Linked DNA regions of Mus musculus: region 1 is linked to region 2. The links are chromatin contacts, called in public Hi-C maps. All regions are on one chromosome and are shown on one strand. The core of a region is the stretch at or near the end of the contact, and the rest is flanking DNA. Distances in the headings are between cores, read along the strand shown.

The links. A called contact is a pair of places that touch in the nucleus more often than the background predicts.
Region 1: a Hi-C map of cortical neurons shows a contact between it and region 2, with 2.2 times the contacts expected there. The contact joins two enhancer-like sites. A contact is called at or near these places in 2 of 484 Hi-C or Micro-C datasets (both in cortical neurons), 2 of 115 datasets of contacts at active chromatin or transcription factors (embryonic hindbrain and stem cell-derived neural progenitor cells) and 1 of 9 other capture datasets (pancreatic islet).

Annotation. Positions count from the first base shown.
Region 1 is chr15:96,176,275-96,180,077 of GRCm38.p6, reverse strand. All of the region lies in intron 1 of Gm38469 (spidroin-2), which reads left to right. Among named protein-coding and RNA genes, the nearest start is that of 2610037D02Rik, 20 kb to the left of the region's middle. Within about 2 kb of position 1,412, at least 28 of the 459 cell types and tissues checked have an H3K27ac peak or open chromatin away from gene starts, as enhancers often do. A contact at or near this core is called in cortical neurons, where this site is marked.
Region 2 is chr15:95,929,633-95,933,791 of GRCm38.p6, reverse strand. It overlaps Ano6 (anoctamin 6), which reads right to left. Exons shown (of 20, transcript NM_175344.4): 10 at 1,949-2,009. Among named protein-coding and RNA genes, the nearest start is that of Gm41389, 20 kb to the right of the region's middle. Within about 2 kb of position 2,156, at least 90 of the 459 cell types and tissues checked have an H3K27ac peak or open chromatin away from gene starts, as enhancers often do. A contact at or near this core is called in cortical neurons, where this site is marked.

The DNA of each region.
Region 1 (3,803 bases), core at 163-2,662, 250 kb before region 2:
CCACGCTTAGCCTACAGTACCTTTCTCTCTTGAACCCAGTCAAAGCACCGCATGAAGGAAAATGTAACACAAACTTAGTTCAGAAACAATGGTAACTCAATCATTGCACACAACAACTAGAATCCTAATCTTGTAAGTCATTTTAAATCTAAATCCTTGGGTAGAAAATCTGGCAGATTCGCCATATAAGCTGGGAGACACTAGTAGCTACATCTTACCCTCTCGTTATCCCTATTCATAAAGACCCCTAACTCTTTCCTGCTTTCTCTCTCCAACCCGGAAGTCCCGCCTACTCGCCCAGTGATTGGCTCCTTTATCCATTCAGGGAAGGTTCATAAGAAGTCACTTGAGTATGTGACTCATTCCTCATTCCAGACAACCCCTGTTGGGAAAGCAGAATTAACATCAAAATACAGGCATCACTAAGGCCATCCACAACACCCTTCCTGCTCCTAGGAGTGCTCCCTTTTTCCTCCTCCTCTCCTCCTGTCCCTTTTCTTTCAAGGTACTGTAATGGCTGCTCATAGAATACATTAACAGCTGAAAGGAAACTTTCATGTTGTGATTTTTGTTGTTGTTTTCTATTTTAAAGCTTGAACTTACTTCAAACACTGGCTTGTCAATGTTTTGATGATCATAACAGGTGGTATTTATCGAGCATTATATATTGTTCTAAGTGACAGGTATATATTAAATCATTTTATACTACCGCAATTCCCAGAGGTGTCATTACTATGACTTACAGATGAGGGCTCTATGCTGCAGAAAAAGGTTGAAGTACCCAAAACTCCTCAGCTATGAGCCCAGTGGTTGTTGCTAGAGTCTCGCCTCTCTTTGAGAAGCCTTTACGGCTGTGATTCTAGTTGACATTTTATACGCCAAATACAGAAAAAGAGTGTGTCCTGTGAAGACTGTGGAAAGGGTTGCTATCATACACACAATATTTTTAAGGTTTTAAGTAATTGGGGCTTTAGAGGGCAAACAGATACCAGAAAACACAAATAATACCTTGTGTCTCAGAGGCTATATACAGCATTATGGTTGAAGGGGTAAGAGGCTAGACTCGAACCAACCTCAAGACATTCTTACAAGGCTACAGTATGAAGAATTAGCTATTCAAGCAGTCTGTGTTAAGATCCATTAAAAGAAGTCAATTATGCATGCACCGGGCAGCGGAAGCCCTCGTCACTGTTGACAGTACACTCATTTATTCCATATGATTAGCAGGATTTGTCAGCAATGAATTACAAATTTTCCCTTGTAAAGGCTGTTTCCTCCCTCACTTATATATAGGCAAAAGCCGTATCTAGCATAGAAAACAAAATAAAAATAACTGCATGTATTTATAAGCAGCTCTGTTTATAAATCAGTACATTTCCCCTTTTGAGAAAACAGTGTAGAATCCAAGTGTGGGCGGTAGTTTGAATATGGAGATCTGTCATGTGCTTTCAGAAGCATTTCAAGAAAAGCGCTGAGCTAATTAAGTCTATTATTTGCCTTCTTCCTTCGAAGAAAAGCACACACATGTTCCCTGGGGCAGATCACTTCCATAAGGAGAAAGCCCCATGCTGTGGGTACAGTCATAGCTCTCTGTCCTGGCTTGTTGTGAACTAGGGAGGAAAATGTTCAGGTAGAATTCCTCACAGAAAGAAAAGGAGGGTTTTGAGTTTTTTTTCCCTTAGAGAAGTTAGAAAGTTTTGGTGCTCTCACATGGGATAAAAGTCACACTGGCTGCGAAGAGAAGCCCCTGTCCTTATGTAATGTCCCCCACTAACGAGGAAGCTTTATGTGTTCTTCAGGAGTTAAACAGTCATGCAGATCTGCTTTAGAAGTCGAGAATTCTCTCTGTTGTATGTTAGGCACGAGGATGAACTAAGATGACGGGTAAACTAGCCATCTGCTAAGGACTCACTCACCAGGCAAGCTGGCAGGCAGCATTTGCCTCCCAAGGAACAGTGGTTTCAGAGTTTGGCCAGGGTCTTATTTGTCTTCTGGATGCTACCCTGTCTTCTGGGGCCTGGCTAACGATCTACAGAGCATATGGCTGGGCTCTTTCCTCTTCTATTGGCGTTTGATCTCAGTGATGGGCCGGCGGAGTTGGACACCATGTGTAGCCTTGTAGAACCTGGAATTTGCCTATGCTCAGTCTTGGATGGATCCGGAATAGTTTCATGGAACAGTGATAATTGCCCACACCAATCCTGTGTCATTTTGAGGGGTCTGCTGATGGTACAAACACTAACTGTTGTTAAGGCTCATTGCTAGTAAAAAACAAACAAACAAACAAACAAACAAAAAAAAAACCTAATACTAGGTGTCTCTTAGACTGTCTTTCAACTTTAGGTCAGGCAAAGCATGGTTACCAAGGAAGTCAAATGTATTTTTATGATGAAATGTTGGCAACACCGAGTATTCTGAGAGCACATGATTGAAAGCGTGAAACCTGGGATACTTTCAATAACAATCATAAGAGTACAGAGGAGACCCATACGTATGTGATCAATTAAATACACAGGGGAAAGACCAAGTTGACTAGGACAGCACATCACTCTGTTTTCACCCTGAATTCACTCATTACAGTTGAGGGTTGAGTCCCTCCTTCCTCCCTGCTGCCCCACCCCCAGCCTTTCTTTTTCTTTCTCTCTGCATGGTGTATCTGTTGTATGAACTTGGGGTTGGAGCAGAGGCTGAAGGAGATGATGTCTTCCTCTATCCATCTTTGCCTAAGCCTTGAGACTGGGTCTCTTACTGAATTGGAATCTCTCGGTTATCAGCTAGGGCTGGGTGGCCAGTGACCTCTTGAGATCTGCCCGTGTGACCTTTGTCCGTGTGACCATTTCTGGGTTTTATGTGAGTGTCGTGAATTTGAAATCACCAAGCTCCCTTGCCCAGTCTGTCCTATTTGTTACTCCAATCCTGAGGTTCAAGTTTTAATAAATACATTTGAGAATTTCTAAGTATGTGTCTTAGTTAGGGTTTTACCGCTATGAACAGACATCATGATCAAGGCATCCCTTATAAGGACAACATTTAATTGGGCCTGGATTACAGGTTCAGAGGTTCAGTCCATTATCATCAAGGTGGGAGCAAGGCAGCATCCCAGCAGGCATGGTGCAGGCAGAGCAGAGGGTTCTACATCTTCATCTGAAGGCTGCTAGCAGAATACTGGTTTCCAGGCAGCTAGGATGAGGGTCTTAAAGCCCACACCCACAGTGACACACCTACTCCAACAAGGCCACACCTACTCCAAAAGGGCTACACCTGGCCGGGCATGGTGGCACACGCCTTTAATCCCAGCACTTGGCAGGCAGAGGCAGGTGGATTTCTTAGAGCAAGGCCAGCCTGGTCTACAAAATGAGGTCCGGTACAGCCAGGGCTATACAGGGAAACCATGTCTCGGAAAACCAAAAAAAAAAAAAAGAGGGCTACACCTTCTAATAGTGCCACTCCCTGGGCAGAACATATACAAACCATCACAGTCTGTCATTTCTACCAAGAACTATGTTTGCCCCTGAAAGATTTATTAGGAATATGTGCCCCCAAAAGATGGAGCGGCCAAGCACAAAGACACTGAATTAGAAACTTTCCCCTCTCAATGCCTCGCCCCTGTGTGAGCCTAGAGGAGGAATTGGTGTTCTACCCTCTGAAGCTGCTGAAGCTTTGCCTGAGAAATGCGGTCAGTCTTTGCCATTCACTGAGATCAGGAGGCGCGGCACAAGGTGCACACGATCTATAATGCACCGTGCACACAGCAAATGAAACTTCACGAAAACAATAGCCGTAGACATCTCACCAGGTTGCAA
Region 2 (4,159 bases), core at 907-3,406:
TTACGCCAATCAAACACTCAGACATCTGCTTTTAAATGAAATGCTTTCCTCGCTATATTACTGATGCTACCCACGTTAAAAGGGACAAACAACATCCAGTTTCTAGGCAGAACTTACGCGTCAAGATCGCATCTTTTCTATTACAGAGAACTGGCTATTATTACCACAGTGAAATATACTTAAAAACTTTCCGATCCTATAAAACTATAAAAAGAAGCAAGCTCACGGGCATTCTCCTGTTCCTCACTGCTGCCCCTGCCCCAGGCTGAATTCTAACTGTGGGGACTGTTATAGTCTAAGAATAAGCATTCCTTATCTACCAACCTGGAATATGGAAACATGCTGAGCGCTGATTTACACTAACACTGGGATTTTGGATTATTGTAGATTTTGTATTTGGGGACTAACGAGGTTCCTGTGATTGTCTAGTCAAAGGAGAGGGGGAGGGGCAGGGGAAAGAGGAGCTCTGGTTCTTAGCATTTGAGACGACGGACACCGAAACAACAGTGATGGCCTCCAGTGACTCACACCCCTGGGTCCTTTCCTCCACTCCATCCCTCAGGCTCGGATGCCTGCCTTGCTGCTTCAGCTGCCAGGACATTAGCAAATACTATAATCATGGGCCCAATGTCGCTGTTGCACTTGTGGGTACCCAGGGTGCAGTTGTGGCATGACTTTTATAGGGTAGCCAGTTGCCTTCTGATTGGATTTGGGGTGTGCTGCACAGGACAGAAGTCAGGCCTGGTACTCTAAGCCGAGCTAAGAGCCCAGACCTGAGGCGATCATAATCCCTAAGGTGGGACCTACTGTTGGGACTTTGCTAAATGGCCATGCAGCCAAGCTGTCTGAGCATTTAATTTAAACCCATAGTTCTAGGATGCTCTCCATGTCGGTAAAGCTGCTTCCCTGTGCTCAGCCCTAAATGGGACATCTCTTACCAGACCCCTGCCAAGGCTCAGGTATCACTGCAGAGGAGGAGGGGGAGGACTGGGAGGAAGGGGAGGAGGAGAGAGGAGGGAGAGGAGAGGGGGATCGGGAGGGGAGGAATTTAATGGTTCGAGGACAGGGAAGAGTACCATGAAATATTATCTTCTGGATAAGGCATGGCTGCTATACACACAGACTCATAGTAGCCATGGTTACCTGCACCAGACCTGCCCACAATAAGCCAATCCAAATTACAACATAGACTAGGGGTGAGCTCACAAAAGTCATCTCTACTGGAGGAGCTGCTGGCATTCAGCAGCTGCCTGGGGAAGGAGACACATTCTCCTCTGGAGGGTTGGCCAGAGGTAGGGTTGCCTAGGCTCCAGAAGCTGGCCAAGAGCCCATGCACACCCCGGCAGCGCCAACTGGGCTTAGTGAGCTATTTCAGAATAGACAAGGAGAACATGAAGTTGAGAGGAAGACGCAGTGGGGAGGATCGGGGGCAACTTGAGACATGAAGCAGGGGGTGGATATGACCAGATTTAATTGTATGACATTCTCAAAGAATAAATGTCAATAATAACCTTAATGCCAAACCCATTGAGGTCTGTGGTCCTTTGCGTCCTTTTGTATCTCTGAAGACCCATACAGAATCCTAGGCTAGATAATTTGAGGGTGACACCATTTGGAACCCCACAGACCAGGCCAGGCTTCTTACTGCTATATCACCTCTTTACAGAGAAGCCAATGGCTCACCACAGAGATCAGGCCATGTGTGACTCAGGGAACTGAGAGAAGAAAAACAAAAAAACAAAAACAAAAAAGAATGAAACCGTGTGTGGTTGAAGCCATGGATCTCTGAGGTAAATTTTCATACAGTAAAATCGAATGACAACTACCAGCAAAGCTCTGGAGGAATGGAGGTTCAGCCAGAACATGGTCCTAAAAGTACATGAATTTAATAGCTTACACAAAATTGCACAGACACCATCAAACTGAGAGAAAACTGAAAGTAACTTACCCCACACTCCCATAAATACAGCGAAGATCAGGGTTCCAAAACTGTCAAAGATGCACAATTTCTGGAAAACAGAGCAGCAAGGCATAAATAAATCAATTCCTCACTTATCAGAAATTCAGCAAATACGTAACACTTCGTACACTCTGCAGCCTGCAGTGTTTGCTGAGCCCAATGCTGGTTTAACAATCACCACACGTATGACATACCCACAGATGGAATTTCTCGCATTTTAAAAGCAAACAGCTTTCGCCGTCTGAGCCTTGAGTACATTTTCCAGTGGAATCTTCCCACACGGCGATAAAGGACTAGGCACATCTGCTAAGATTGCAGGCCGTTAAAGCCTCTTTTATGAGCTGTCAGAGTGAGTGGGAGAACGTAGCGAACGGCTCTAAGGATCCAGTGCCCTCTAAGTAAGTTTATGGTTTGCCTCTTATCAGTGTCTCAGTCCCCTCAGAGGATAAATTCCAGAAATATTCCTTTCCTTATTAAAAAAAAAATACAAAGCTGAGTTTATGTAGTGATGGCTCTCCTCCAGGAGCCTTCTGCTTCCACCCACCCGAGGAAGGCTTTGCATCTGTAAGCGATGATGAGGATTTTCAGTGGGATCAAGGCAATGCAGGTGCTTCTGCTGATGGCACTGGTACAATTACCAGAAAGGATTACTGTCTCACTGAGGCGGAGCTACCACGGCTGCCAAACTCCACCTCTTTGGTGATGGATACATAGCCTAGCTGCCTGCCTTTATGACTGGCTGGGTAAAAAAATCTAATTGACTTCTGTCATAGTTAGGGTTTTACTGATGTGAACAGATGCCATGACCTAGGCAAGTCTTCTAAGGAAAACATTTAATTAGGACTGGCTTGCAGGTTCAGAGGTTCAGTCCATTATCATGACAGCATCCAGGCAGGCATGGTATAGGTGGAGCTGAGAGTTCTACATCTTTATCTGAAGGCTGCTAAGAGAAAAATAGCTTTCAGGCAGCTAGGATGAGGGACTTAAAACCCACACCTACAGTGACACACCTACTCCAGCAAGGCCACACTTTCAAACAATGCCACTTCCTGGGCCAAGTATATACAAACCATCACAGTTACCATCTTTTCATTTGTGAGCACTTAAAAACTTCCTTAAGGAAGGACTCACAAAGTTAATGGCTAAGTGGGAGCAGTGGGTTCTGTCTGCCTGTTTTACCAGAGGCCATGGGAAGAGTAAAGGGGATAAGGGGGCCATGAAGAGGATCCAGGGGAACTTCTACAACTGTGACATTCAAAGGTGTTTCTAAGTGGGAAGTGTACTCTGCCGAGATAGGTTTCTTTGTTTCAGTTGCCTTTTATATTCAAAGCTGTGTCATTTTCACGAACACAGTCATTGTTTATTTTCATTAGAAACTATCTAGTTATGATCAGAAACTATGTATCTAGTTACATTCTTATCCTCAGGGTTTCCATAGCAGGCACAAGTGCCTCCCTCATCCATGTGAACTTTACCCGAACAGCATGATTCTAAATGGTTTCAGGAGACAACCCCTCTTTAAAAAGAAAAATCTCCAGGTGAAGGAAGATATACTTGTTATGCCTGGATGTCCCACCAATGATGCTTTCTGTATCTTTTCTCTTTGCCTTTGGGGACCCATTGCTCTGAAATGTCCTTCAACCATTTACAGCAAATAGCTTCACACAAAGTGCCGTGAGAAATATCCCACATGTGAAATCTCCTTCCTCAAGACCCCATCCACTGTCACTCCCATTTTGGAATTGATACAAGTCAGGCCAACTGCCTAGTTCCCAGTGAGGGATGTGCCTGGTACCCCAGGGCAAGATTGGGCATAGATGAATCTGCCATGCTACTAAGTAGATATGTGGCCTCTCTCTGCTTTGTCCCGAGAGCCCTTTGGAAGCAGGAGTAGGGGAGATGGTAAGGTACAGGCTTGCTTAGAAGCCTAGCTTATCTTGATGGGCAGCTGAGCTGGCACAGTGGTCCAGAGGCTACATTAAGAGCAGCCCCAAGTCAGCATTTTATTGGAGTCACAAGTGAACAGCTCTTCAGAGGAGAGGCAGAAATCAGTAAGTGAATCAATGTAATAAGGATGGAAGAAATCAGAAACATCTTTCCTGCCCCGCCCCTCTCATCCTTGCCCCGCTCCTCTCATCCTTACCCCACCCCACTCACCCTTACCCCACCCCTTTCATCCTTTCTCTCCGATTCTTATCT